3 separate regions of the Gossypium hirsutum genome follow, and all the other regions are linked to region 3. The links are chromatin contacts, called in public Hi-C maps. All regions are on one chromosome and are shown on one strand. The core of a region is the stretch at or near the end of the contact, and the rest is flanking DNA. Distances in the headings are between cores, read along the strand shown. Region 1 overlaps LOC107888869 (a long non-coding RNA gene). Region 2 has its middle 25 kb from the start of LOC121206789. Region 3 has its middle 18 kb from the start of LOC107888871.

The links. Hi-C and Micro-C count contacts between places; a contact is called where the count stands out from the background.
Region 1: a Hi-C map of leaf shows a contact between it and region 3, with 2.7 times the contacts expected there. The contact joins two enhancer-like sites. A contact is called at or near these places in 13 of 34 Hi-C or Micro-C datasets (anther, callus, hypocotyl and 2 more).
Region 2: a Hi-C map of leaf shows a contact between it and region 3, with 1.8 times the contacts expected there. The contact joins two enhancer-like sites. A contact is called at or near these places in 17 of 34 Hi-C or Micro-C datasets (anther, callus, cotyledon and 4 more).

The regions. Positions count from the first base shown.
Region 1 is chrA09:51,667,919-51,672,156 of Gossypium_hirsutum_v2.1, forward strand. It overlaps LOC107888869 (a long non-coding RNA gene), which reads right to left. Exons shown (of 2, transcript XR_001681528.2): 2 at 3,249-4,238. Among protein-coding and RNA genes, the nearest start is that of LOC107888869, 3.7 kb to the right of the region's middle. Within about 2 kb of position 1,708, at least 3 of the 9 cell types and tissues checked have an H3K27ac peak or open chromatin away from gene starts, as enhancers often do. A contact at or near this core is called in leaf, where this site is marked.
Region 2 is chrA09:51,631,859-51,636,361 of Gossypium_hirsutum_v2.1, forward strand. No RefSeq gene overlaps it. Among protein-coding and RNA genes, the nearest start is that of LOC121206789, 25 kb to the left of the region's middle. Within about 2 kb of position 1,598, at least 9 of the 9 cell types and tissues checked have an H3K27ac peak or open chromatin away from gene starts, as enhancers often do. A contact at or near this core is called in fibers and leaf, where this site is marked.
Region 3 is chrA09:51,468,603-51,473,174 of Gossypium_hirsutum_v2.1, forward strand. No RefSeq gene overlaps it. Among protein-coding and RNA genes, the nearest start is that of LOC107888871, 18 kb to the right of the region's middle. Within about 2 kb of position 3,274, at least 4 of the 9 cell types and tissues checked have an H3K27ac peak or open chromatin away from gene starts, as enhancers often do. A contact at or near this core is called in fibers and leaf, where this site is marked.

The sequences.
Region 1 (4,238 bases), core at 458-2,957, 200 kb after region 3:
AATAAAACCATTTTTTTATCTCCTATTAAACATTCTACTTTACAATTTCATATTTAAAATGAATACGTTATCTTCTCAAAAATACTTTTTGATCATAATGATAAATGCTATTAAATTTTTTAAATGCCATTTTCAGTGTACTAACCCTAAATGTATTGGTGGTTTAAACTTGAAAAAATGTATTTTATATAGTTTAAACTTGTATAGTAACCCTATCAAGTAGTGGTTTGCTGAATCGGAAGAACAAATTATTGTTTAAATAGTTCTTAAAACAATTACACAGGCTAGTTGATGATATGGATTCCTATGTTGAGTCACTTCCATTAGCAGGTTCCAAAGATTTGAGGTTCGTTGGTTTATTTAGTGTTGATGGTTGTGCATGGAACAGAGACTTGGTTGAAGGGATTTTTTGTTTTTTTGGATTTGTCTTATTTTGCCTGTCATTTCTTCAAAGAAAAATATTTCCTAGACGGGTCTTTTCTTGATGCTTCTGAGAGTGGTAATCTCTCATTTGTGTGGTAAAGCATTTTGGCATCGAAACAAGTGATTTCTCACGTCATGCGGTGGCAAGTTGGGAATGGTTGCGATATAGTTATATTCCATGATCCATGGCTAGTTGATGATATGGATTCCTATGTTGAGTCACTTCCATTAGCAGGTTCCAAAGATTTGAGGTTCGTTGGTTTATTGAGAGTTGATGATTGTGCATGGAACAGAGACTTGGTTGAAGGGATTTTGGCTCCACATGACGCACTACGTACGTTCTTAGCATACCAGTTAGTTACACTCCGACGATGGATCAACTAGTTTGGCAGTTTAGTACGAATAGAAGGTATAGTGTGAGGTTGGCATACCGAGTTGCAATTAACATGCGATTGGATCAGGCTTTATTTGATGAGAACATTGTTTGGGCTAAGTTATGGCATTGTAAACTCCCGTTGAAGGTAAAGGATTTTGTTTGGTGTTGTATTTGGCACTTTTTATCGACTCGGATTCGCTTGAATGAGAAGGGTTCCCCGTTGTCCCCCTCGTGTAGCCGTTATGGTAAGGCAGAGTGTATGGATCATGTTTTACTGTATTGTCCGTATGCGCAAGCTGTTTTGAGTGCTACTAGTTTTTCTTTTGGTCAAACGACGGTTGCTAAGTTATGTAGTAGACTTTCTGATTCGGTAGCTTCTGAACAAATTACATTGTGTGTTGGTGTTGTTTTGGATTGTATGGTCCGACCGTAATTATTTGGTTTGGAAAGGGAAGGATGTTGGAATGGCCTCGATTGTTCGAGCTGCTGATGATTTCCGACTTTGTTGGCTTCAGTCGTTGGGAGTGTTTGTTGTGACTAGTGAAGGTGGTGATCGGGCAGGAGTGTCGCGAGTTGGGGGAAGGGCTGGTTGGGAACCTTTGACTGTTGGCATGCTAAAGTGCAATGTGGATTTTGCCTGGTTCGAATAAGATAGGGTGACGAGGTAGTTCGAGATTGTATGAGCTATGTGCTTAAAAGTTTGGATTTTTTTTCTCTGATGTTTATGTTCCTCAAAAGAAAATTTGAAATAATATAAATTAGAATAATGTAAAAATTAGAAAAAGAAAAATAACTTGAAATTTTTTATTTTTCTTTTACAAGTCAAAATGGCCAGTTGAGGCCCCACTAGCCATTCTCGGGTATTAGGCGCCGCAAGTGCAACCTCCTAAAATGTTGGTCCACTACTGATTATTCCGTAACAGCGAATATGGCTTACACGTACTTAATTGGGCCACATTGCTTGCGTCCATGGACCGTGGCCACAAAATAACTCCATTTGTTTATTAACTAAATAAATAATTACTCACAAACAAATTTAGATCCAGACAATCACTGGGCACTGCCTAATGGTCGCAAACGGACTTGATTGGGTAGGTTTTGATTAGACTATTTTTTAATTAATTATTTTAGGTTAATGTTTTTTTTGCATTCATATTATTTGGAGAATTTGATGGTGTAGGATTTATTAAATTCAGATTTAGGTATTTTTGGATTGAAATAATTTTAGATAATTTCACTCTTTAAGTTATTTTGAATATAAATTATTTTAAATTCGAATCACTTTAAATTTTGATGAATTTAAATGAATTTAGATAATTTTATATTTTCATAAATTAAAAATATTTGTCGAGAATAATTGATATGATCCTAAAAGTATTTAAGTTTTAGGCTGTGAAATTGTGCCATCTCATCAATTTTCAATATCATTTATGTTTAATATCTTTTTCAATTCAATTTAGCTTTAATTAACATATTTAAAAAATAAATAATTGTTTGGCCTGAAAATATCAAGAGGGTGAATTGATTTTTTTAAAAATTTTATAAAATCTTCAAAAATGAAAAAGAAAAAGAAAAAATGTTGCACAAATTATTTATAGTTGTTCAGCCCGAATTCTCTTCCTCTACTACCTTAATTTTTTGTCATGTTTGGTTTATTGAAATGGAATAGAGTTATAATGTAATGAAGTTGTAATGGAATAGAACTATAATAAAATAAAATTATAATTAGTAATTTAATTGTTTGATTGAATGGAATGAAATATAACTGTAATAGTGTTATTGCATTTGATTGAATAGAACAAATATTGTAATAGCACAAAGGAAAAAATTGAAATGACCGGAGTACCCTTAACAGAATTTTTTTAAGTTGATAATAATTATTATTGTTATATTAAACTTTAATAGGATTCTTATTAAATATAATTTAATAATATTTTTAATATAAATATTTTTATATTAAATTATAATAAAATATTTAAAATATTTTATTTTTATATTTTCTAAAATTTGGAAATAATATTTTATATTAAATTTTTTATTTTTTATATTAAATTATATTAAAAGATTTTTTTTTTATTTCCCTCATCTTTGTTGGTCCTCTCTCTCTCCCCCATTTCATCGTATCTTTCTCTCCAACAAACCACCGTCCTCGTTGTTGCCTTTCGTCACCGTCAACCACCAACATGAATTTACCTAAATTTTACCAAGGGTTTTTCTTGATCTCCTCTTTCATATTTTCCATTTTGATTTTCCTAAAAACCTTCAAAAAGTTTAGATCTATAAAGCTTTTGCATCAAAATTGCCTTTTTTTTGTTTTTTTTTTTTGTTTTAGTTATTTTGTTTACTAACATTGTTAAAGAGTACTACTATGAAAATACAAATATTGTTAAATAAATAGTACCAACATAATCCAACCATCATCTCAGCATCTAAATAACATAACAAACCATGATCAACTTTCAAGAGTCCAATTACAGTAGAAAACTCATTTACACATATACAAAAAGTGACAATATTAATATGATATACTTCATGTCAATATATCATCCTGTAATTACATACAAAAAAGTTATATTACTCCACCACCACACCCATTTACCCATACAAAAAGTTAATATATCATCTTGCTTTTCTTCCCTTTTGTCACCTTACTCCAAAGATCCAAACTAAAGCATTGAAAGGTGAAAGGTAACAAAATTGTTTATACATTAGCAGCCTCACTTGAAATGTAGTTGAAACACCCATCATCTTCTTGAGTAAATGAATACATGTTTGAGTGTGAATGACAACTTGATGATCTCCTCCTATTAGAAGATCCAATCCCTGTAACAAGCTAAATTCAGAAGCAGGTATGTATTCAATACAAACTATCGCGGAAAAGATGCTATACTGTTGATTGGTATCAAGTGCCTGCTTCAGCTTGTAACCAAGGTGGATTGATAAGGTACTCAGCAAGGCAAGGTGAAAAAGCATTAAGAAATTCGTAAGTTTTACAAAGGCAACCTATCTTCACAAGAAACAAAAGGGTCTAATAAATTGAAAGTGAACCAACTACACTAATGAAAAAACAATAGTTAAATTGCATGATTTCAATTATGAGAGAAATTTGAATAAGAAGAAATGCAATTAAGTTGTTCAATTAACAAAGAGCAGGTTTAGCCTATCTAAGAAGAAATCATCATCTATGGTTAGAATGTTTAAAACAACGATATAAACACGATCAACATCCCAAGCAATAAAATGAATTTACAAACACTAGATAACATCTTAAAAACAAATGAACCACAGGTAAAGTTGGTTTACAGTTGAAATAGATAACAAAGAGCAGGTTTAGCCTCTCTATTTTGCATGAAAGAGATGTGCTTACAGTTGCAATGGTTTGCAAATTTCACCGATATGTTCAGAAAAGAGAAAACCAAGCCTCTAGATTTGAACAACT
Region 2 (4,503 bases), core at 348-2,847, 160 kb after region 3:
GGGTGGCGTCTTGTTAATTACCCAAATTCACTATTAGCCCGCGTTTTGAAGTCAAAATATTAACCTAATTCAAATTTCTACAAAGCTCGGTTAGGAAACTTACCTTCACTCACTTGGAAGAGTGTTTGGTCCGCGAGAGGGCTGCTGGAAACTGGTTTATGTTGGAGGGTTGGGATAGGTTATCAAATATCCATTTGGGACGATTTGTGGATATCAGGAAACGAAGAAGATAAGAGTTCCGAACCGTGACAACAATGAAGATATTAAGTTAGTTTCGGATTTAATAGAGGTCAATAATAGAAGCTGGAAAAAAAAGGCCGTCAGAAATACCTTTCGAATGCATATAGCGGAAAAAATCTTACAGATTCCACTAGTAGAGGCAGCGCACGAGGATTTTCAAGTATGGAGAGGGGAGTTGACAGGGGAGTTCTCTGTTAGGAATGCCTATAAACTATTACATGAGACTAACTTGGATCCTAATACTTTTAATTTACATGCCAAAAATGAAAACTTCTATAGGAAACTATAGAAATTATACATCCTATCAAAAATCCAAATTACAGTATGGAGACTCTCATGGAACTTCTTTCTGTCCCTTGTCAATCTCAGGCTCAACAGGGTTGTGGTGAAAGCTCAATGCCCTAGGTGCCGCCAAGAAGAGGAAAACAGCATCCATATTTTTCAACAGTGCCCTACATCAGTTGAGGCCTGGGAACAGTTAAGCTTAACATGGGTATTAAGCCATAATAATCTTAGTATGTGGGAATGGCTTACCTGGATCTTTGGTCAAGGGAATACTGAACAGATTCGGGTTGTTTGTTGTTGACTCTGGTTGAGCAGAAACCAACTATTATATGAAAGAAGATACATGTCAGGAACTGAAATAGCAAGGCAAACTCGAAACTATATTGCAGAGTTGGATGCAATAAAAGAGAGAAAACTTACTCTTCAATCTACTAGAAATACCCAATACGTATGTAGAGGAAGGGTCGCAATCCATTTTGACGCAGCATTCTACCGACAATCGTCCAGATCGGCTACGGTTTTGCTCGTACGAAATGAAGAGGGGGAGATCCTTGCATCACAGGCAGTCATACACTCCGAGATATCAACTTCGTTCATGGCAGAAGCATATGCAAGGTTACAAGCAGTCAACTTAGGGATTTTTATGGGATTAAATAAAATCGAAATAGTGGGAGACTCAAAAACTGTCATCAAGAAATGCCAAAATACTGGTACAGATAAATCGGTCATTGGAGCCATCGTAAGGGATATACAAAGCAGAAAAGACAGATTCCAGGAGATCGAGTTTCATTTTGTCCCTAAACCAAAGAATGTCGATGCTCATGTTATTACATAGGAGGCACTAAAAAAAAGAGAGTTTTTACCTGCTAGGAGGAATCCCAGAATCAGCTCGTGAAGTGCTGGAGAACTTGTGGCCAGAACCTCCGGACTAAGTGAAAGGAGAAATGAATGGTTGGGAAACAAAATGTAGTAGAAAAGAATTCATTTCAAATTTTGAAAGCCTGCTATCATTAATGGCTGGTTTGATTGATGTGAAAAGACGAAAGATATTGGTATCTAGCTATTAGATTTGGCTGGTATAGGATAAGACTTTATTTTGTTTTAATTTAGTTGCATTTGGACGAGATGGGCTAGTTATGTTAATTCTTTCTAGGCCCAATTTCTTAGTAGATTTTGGTTTTTTCTTTCATTCTTTTGTATTTATTTTTTCTGAACCTTAGCCCAAACTCTGTTTTATGCATTTTATTTATATTAATAAATCCAGTCACATCATCCATTCAAAAAAAAAAGGTTCCATAGTCAACACGAGATTTTTTTTTCATAGACCATATCTTAAGATGAGAACAGAAATATCGTATGGAAGAAAAAAAAAGCATTGTTTTAATCACCATGGAACCTTTAACGTTACGTATGCCCTAAAAGGCAATATTAACTTAACAAAAAGCATAGCATGCCATGATAGTGTTGCCATTTACAAAGATCCTCTCACTGAATCTTAAAGAATTTCATTCCATCCATTTCTACTTGGATTTCTTATTTTTAGATCCATTCCATTTCAATTTCTTCAATATAATTAATATGTTTTCAATTTTCCCCCTTATCCACTTAAAACTAAGGAAAGCATATAAGCAATTTTCTTTTTCTTTTTCTTTTTTGGGTAAAACAGAGCATGTCGAAACCTTTTTTTTTTTTTGAAAAACGGAGTCGACTTGATTTCTAAAACGAAAACAAACATGGGAGTCGCCATCAATCCTTTTTGATAAGGTGTGATCGGGTCACCTCATGAAAGTGGTTGTTTTAATAAATGGTTTGATTTATTTAAACAACGATTTTGGTCTACGAAATTCAAAAAGATAGGTTCGGGAGTCGATCACGCACGAGGAAGAATTAGCACCATCGTAACACCCAAAATTGGTACACAGTTGATTAATTAATGTCTTAGTGTCGAAAATTGAGAACTTTGAAGAAAAATACGATCTATCGTTAAATTATTGCTTAATTAAAATTTTTTTGAGAAAAATGGCATATTTCACGTTAATCGAGCAAAAGAATTATGTCCCGTAAGCTAGGACACAATCTCTTAAATTCCCTATACGCGAATAAACGCCGAAAATTTTATTTATTTTGAAAGATATTTGATTATCTCAGTTTCAGAAAGAAATCATATTTCGTAAGTTAGAACACGATTTTTTTCATAATTCTCGAGATCATTTAAAATTTTATGCTTTAAAAACATTCGTATTTTCGGATTTATCGAGAAAATCAAAACCCCATAAGTTAGGGAACGACTTTTCGAATCTTGAATTTTTATATATCGAGCAAGGATTATTGTAACACGATTTTTGTAGTAAAAATGTGAAAACGAATCACGGTGTTAACATGCGTAACAACATAATAATAGATGCAATAATATGAGCGAAAATAATAAAGTGAAAATAAATGACAATAAAGTAAATGAATAAATGAAAAGCAAGCTAATTGTAAAATAAAATAAAAATAAAACAAAAAAAGTAAAAATAAAATAAAATAAAATATTAAATAAAACAAAATAAGAAATAATAATAATAATAAAGAATAATAATAATTTAATAATAGTAATAATAATAAGCATGATAATAATAATAATAATATTAATAATAAGAATAATGATAATAGTAATAAAAATAAAAATAATAGTAATAATAATGGTAATAATAAATAGTAATGATAATATATTAATAAGAATAACAATAAGGTGTTAATAATAATAATAATAATAAATTAATTAATTAATTAATTTTACTAATAAAACAACAAAATAACTAAAAAGGATTAAACTGAATTTAAAACGGGAATTTGAAGCAAATCTAAAATAAATAAAAAGGAAAAGGACTACATTGAACGCACGAATAATAAGGAGGGACCAAAAGGGAAATTTTCCTTTCCCCCCAAAACGCACAGCTTCGAAGTGGACTAAATTGGAAACGAAATAAATTAAAGGGCAAAAATTAAAATTAAAAAAAAAACTTGATTGCAAAACCATAAAAAAGCGGAGGGGCTAAAATGCAATTAACCCTTTTAAAAAAACACGTGGATCCTAACTTGGAACGAGTCGGGTCGGATCGGTAATGGGTAAATCAACATCGTTTTGAGCATTCAAAGGCCAGTCCCAAAACGACGTCGTTTTGGGGGCCAATATAAGTCGAGTTTTAGAAAAAAAAATCATTTAGCCCTTGTTTTTTTTTAAAACAAAATCTAAAAAAGCTCTCTCTTCTCTTTCAAGTGTCTCTCCCTTTCGGTCAAGCTCCGGCCATGCACCGCTGCGCTTGCCGCCGATAGCAGGCAACAGTGCTACCGTCTACGGCGACCAAAAAACTCAAAAAATTCTCTTCTTCAGTAATAAAAAAAGGTAAGTTTTTCTTTGTTTTATTATTATAATATATATGTAAAATATTTCGAAAAGAAAAAAAAAAGAAAAGAAGGAAAAAAGAAAAAAAGGAATGAAACTACATTTGGAATTCTGTTTTTTTTTCTTTTTTTGCTGTTATTAGATGTTTCTTTTTTAAGTTCTCTCTTGTTTTTATTGATTGTAAAAAAACCTCATTTTACATTTGGTTCTTGGCTTTTTAAAGCCATTTACATATTATTTTTTATTATCCGTCTTTTCTATTTTCTTTTGCAGGTGCAACTTGGGCGGTGCCAACAGTGGAGGCAGTGGCCGACGTGACAAAGGCAGTGGCAGAGGCTAGGGAGTAGGGGCGGCGGCTAGCTAGGGTTTTTTCTTTTTTTTTTGAATATTATTTAGGTTATAGGTTAGCGGTTTTTTTTTTTGCATTTTGGGCCATATTGGGCTGTTTGGGATTGGGTTTAGTTTGGGTTGATGGTTTAGTTGGGCTTGTTTGGGATTGTTTTAGCCCGGGCCAAAATTGGGCTGTACAGCTGCCCCTCTTTGCTCGTTGTCGTGTAACGATAATAGAACAAAGACTTTTAAGGAAGACC
Region 3 (4,572 bases), core at 2,024-4,523:
AGAAAAAGAAAACGAAACCATGAGAGGTTTCAAAAAAGAAAAAATAAAAACTAGAGAGGAGGAATCAGGGTTGAGATCTCATGTGGTAAAACAGCCAGCTCGTGGATGCGTGATGGAGGGGGGAAAACCGAAACAAAAGGAAAAAAGCAAGAAGTGGCAATGGGGAGAACCGCGATGACAGTTCAATTCGACTAGTGTGCAGAAAACTATTGGAGAGCATCTCACCTTGTAAGGCGGTGGCTGGAGACCAGCCTCGCCAAGAACAATGAATCGCCTATGCTGAAACTGTCATGGGATTAGGAACCCTACAACAGTTTGGGAATTGAAGTAACTTCTTGTTGCGAATGACCCTGATGTTATTTTTCTTTGTGAAACTAAAGTGCAAACTAACAAGTTTTCTCGTATTTGAAATCTTTGCAGGATGGAAGGCTGTATGTTGTTAATGCTATAGGAAGGAGTGGTGGTCTTGCAACGATGTGGAAGGAGAGGTTGAAATCAAAAACTACTCCAGCAACCATATCGATTCTCTGATTCATATAGAAAGCCATAACCCCATCCAATTCACTGGCTTCTACGGAAACGCCGATCCAAAAATAAAAAAAGCTCGTGGGAAATGCTTAAGAGGGTGGGGAGCTCAGTTAAGGAAACTTGGATTATCGGTGGTAATTTTAATGCCATCTTTAATGATTCAGAAAAGGAAGGAGGTCGAAGGAAACCGAAAGCTTTGATGGATGACTTCCGCGAGGTTGTTGAAGAGCTCTCCTTGGTCGATTTGAAAACGACAAAGGGTGGTTTACTTGGGTCAACAACCGAGATAGAGTCGCAATGGTTAAAGAAAGGCTCGATCGCTTCATGATCTCGGCAAGCGATGTGACTAACGTCCCCTTCATTGAGACTAAGGTGATTCGCCAATCTAATTCCGACCATGACGCTATTGTTTTAGACACCATGGGACGTAAGTTGAGAGAGGGTTCAAGGGATCTTAGACTTAGATTTAGATATGATGTATGCTGGGAAAAAGAAGAAGATGCGAAAAAAATCATTAAAAATGCTTAGAATGATGGTACTGCGGATATTATGGGAAAGTTTAAGAAGGTGGGTGATGCCCTTGGTCTTAGGCAATATAAACGGTACAAAAATATGAGCAACCAAATTGGTGCTTTGAAATAAAAAAATTAATAGCATCATTGATGGCCCTGGGAGATTGTGCAAGGGGAACATACTTAAAGCTATGAGGTTGAAGCTCGGGCAGCTGCTGGATAAAGAAGAGAAACACTAGGCACAAAGATCGAGGGTTAGCTAGCTAAAAAAGGGAGATAGAAATACCTGATTTTTCCATGTGAGGGCTACTAGTAAAAGGAAGAAAAATAACATTGATAGGCTGAAAGATATTAATGGTTGTTGGAAGGATAATACCAATGATATTTGTGCGGCTGCCAGGAAGTATTTCCAAAGCCTATTTGTCTCTACTTTATCTACAAATGAAGTGTTTAATCTTGACTATATTGGAAAGTGTATTTCAGGAGAGATGAAAGAAAGACTGACGAAGGAGTTCACGATCAATGAAATTAAGGAAGCATTCCATCAAATGGACCCTCGGAAAGCACCTGAAATTGACGAACTTTCGGAAAGTTTTTTCAAAGAAAATTGAGAGGTGGTGGGAGCGGATATTATAAAGTTGTGCCATGAGGTTTTAAGTGGAAATAGAACTATGGATAGTCTCAATGAGACGATTATTGTTCTTATTCCAAAAATTAAAGAGCCTATCGACATTACTAATTTTCGGCCCATAAGTCTTTGCAGGTTATTTACAAAATCATTGCAAAAGTTCTAGCAAATCGTTTGAAATATATTCTTTCTAATTGCATAAGCCAAAACTAAATTGCCTTTGTTTCCGGAGAAATGATCCATGATAACACCTTGATCGCCCATGAGTTGGTTCATTATCTTCGAAGTGAAAAGAACGGGCCCAATAAAGGCTTTGTGATTAAGCTAAAAATGAACAAAGCGTACGATCGGGTTGAGTGAAATTTTATTGAAGAGATCATGAAAAGAATGGGCTACACGGATGTTTGGGTGGATCAAATTATGAGATATGTTTGTTCGGTCCGTTACGTTATCAAGTGCAACTCAATCCTTTAAGAGACTATTGTGCTGGAAATGGGTCTTAAACAGGGGATCCTCTCTCTCCCTCCCATTTTCTTTTTTGCATGGAATCTTTATTTAAATTGTTAATTCAAGCCCAAAACAACAATATGATAAAGGGAATTTGGGCTAGCATTAATGGTCCTAGAATTAATCACCTATTTTTTGCCGATGATGCACTTCTTTTTACCCGAAATAGAAAAAGGATGTGGAGGAAATTGTTAAAATTATAACAAATTTTACCAGAGTGTCGGGCCAAGAGATTAACAAAGATAAACCCATGATTATGTTTAGCTCGAAAACACCTTTACCTCAAAGGCAATTTTTTTGCTCTATGCTCGGGATGCGTATGGCTGACAATCTTTATAGCTATCTAGGGTTACCTTTACCTATTAGTAAAAAAAAGTCAATTGCTTTTACTAATATTACTAATCGTTGTGCTTGCAGGATAAATAGTTGGTCGAAACGACTTCTTTCTTATGGAGGGAAAGAGATTTTCATTAATGTTATTATTCAGTCTATTTCGACATGCGTTTTCTTTTTTTCTTGCTCCTAAAGGTATCATTGATGATCTACAATCGAAAATGAGTCGTATGTGGTGGACGAGCAATGAGAAGACTCGTGGTTGGGCTATGATGGCATGGGATAGTTTGTGTCACCCAAAAGGGATGGGTGGTACTGGCTTTCGGGATATGCAATTGTTCAATTTGGCTCTCCTCGACAGACAAGTGTGGAGACTTATGCATTTCAAGGGCACTTTATGTTTCAGGGTGCTTAATGCTAAATACTTCCCTGAGGGGGACGTTCTTCGGCCTAAATATGGTGACAAACCGTATTATACTTGGTCCAATATAGCAAGGGCGGCCGAAGCTCTTAAGGAAGGTTTTTTGTGGCTTATTGGGGACGGCAACACGATTGATATTCGAAGGGATCAATTGGGTTTTGAGGTCCTTAATAGGGACTCTGTTTATCGGTCATTGTTGACTAATGATGAAAGAAAAGTTAGTGACTTGTGGGACCATAACCGCAGGTGTTGGAAAAGGGAAAGGATGATTGAATTGTATGGTAACACAATGGGGGATCAAATATGCACTTTACCTATTATTCATAATGGCGATAAAGACAGCAGAACGTGGAATCAAAACCCCCATGGGTTCTACACGTCAAAGTCGGCTTACTCTTGGTTATGTCTAAAGAGAATAGGGTTTGATCCTTACAGATTTTTTTGGAGAATAATTTGGAAACTAAATATGCTCCCCAAGATCAAAGTGTTTAGTTGAAGAATCGGTCACAATATCCTGCCCATGTATGACAATATTGCTCAAATTCATCATAACTTCTAAAATGTCTGTCCAAGATCCAAGAACAGAGAGGAGACGTTAATCCATGCTATGGAAGACTGCCCCATGACGCGTGAGATTCTTACCCTTGGTGGCTTAAATAACAAGTTGCTTGATGGGAGCTACGAGCGCTGTATCGATTGGTTGGAAGATGTCCTCCGTAAGCTGGACGCTAAAGCTGCTGTTGATTTTTTTACCCTCCTATGGAACTGCTGGAATAACAGAAATAAGATGGTGTTCCATGGTAAAGAAGATGTTGTTTTGGTGGTGTGGGAAAGGGCGAAGACCCTTAGCAACGATTTCAGAATTTTCAACCCGGCTGATCCCCATGTTTTTCTCTAATACCGGTGGTAAAATTTGGATAAAACCTCCTAACAACTATGTAAAAATAAACTTTGACCGGTTTCGAACGGCAGTGTGGGGTATGGAGCCATTGCTAGAGATTCGGATGGTTTCGTTCTCGGGGGCTGTTATGGTTTTGTCTATAAGCTTCTGGATGCGAACTGGGCTGAAATGGAAGCTTTGGTTGAAAGTTTGAAGTTGGCATCTACTTTAAATGTGTTGAAAATTATCTCTTGAGTTTGACAGCGCAAATTTAGTCAACAGAGTCAACAAGAGAGACAAGGATATGACTATATTAGGATGCTGTGCGAAGAAGGCGTGCATGGCCTTTAAGAATTTTGGCTTGGTCCAAATTAACTGGATCAACCGTAGTAGCAACAATATGGCAAATTTATTATGTAATTTGGCTATTAAAAAGAGATGTAATTTGTCTTTTAAAATGGATTATCCTTTGGAAATCCATAACATTGTAATTCAAGATGCAAAGTTTTATAAAAAAATAATAATAAAGCTTAAGAGGAAAAGAAAGTAGTTTGTTTAAAGATAGATATTAAAAATAAGGAATAAGTGAACTAACATACTAAGTAAACATTAAGGTGCAATCACATAGAATTTGCATTAGTGATGTTCTCCTTGAAGTAATGCAACTTTTCCTATAAACATTGAATTTTTGTTTTTGGTGCCCAATTTCTTTTGGGTTCATAAGCATCAGTTTCCAAGATTCTAGTCCCTTTAGGTATCCATT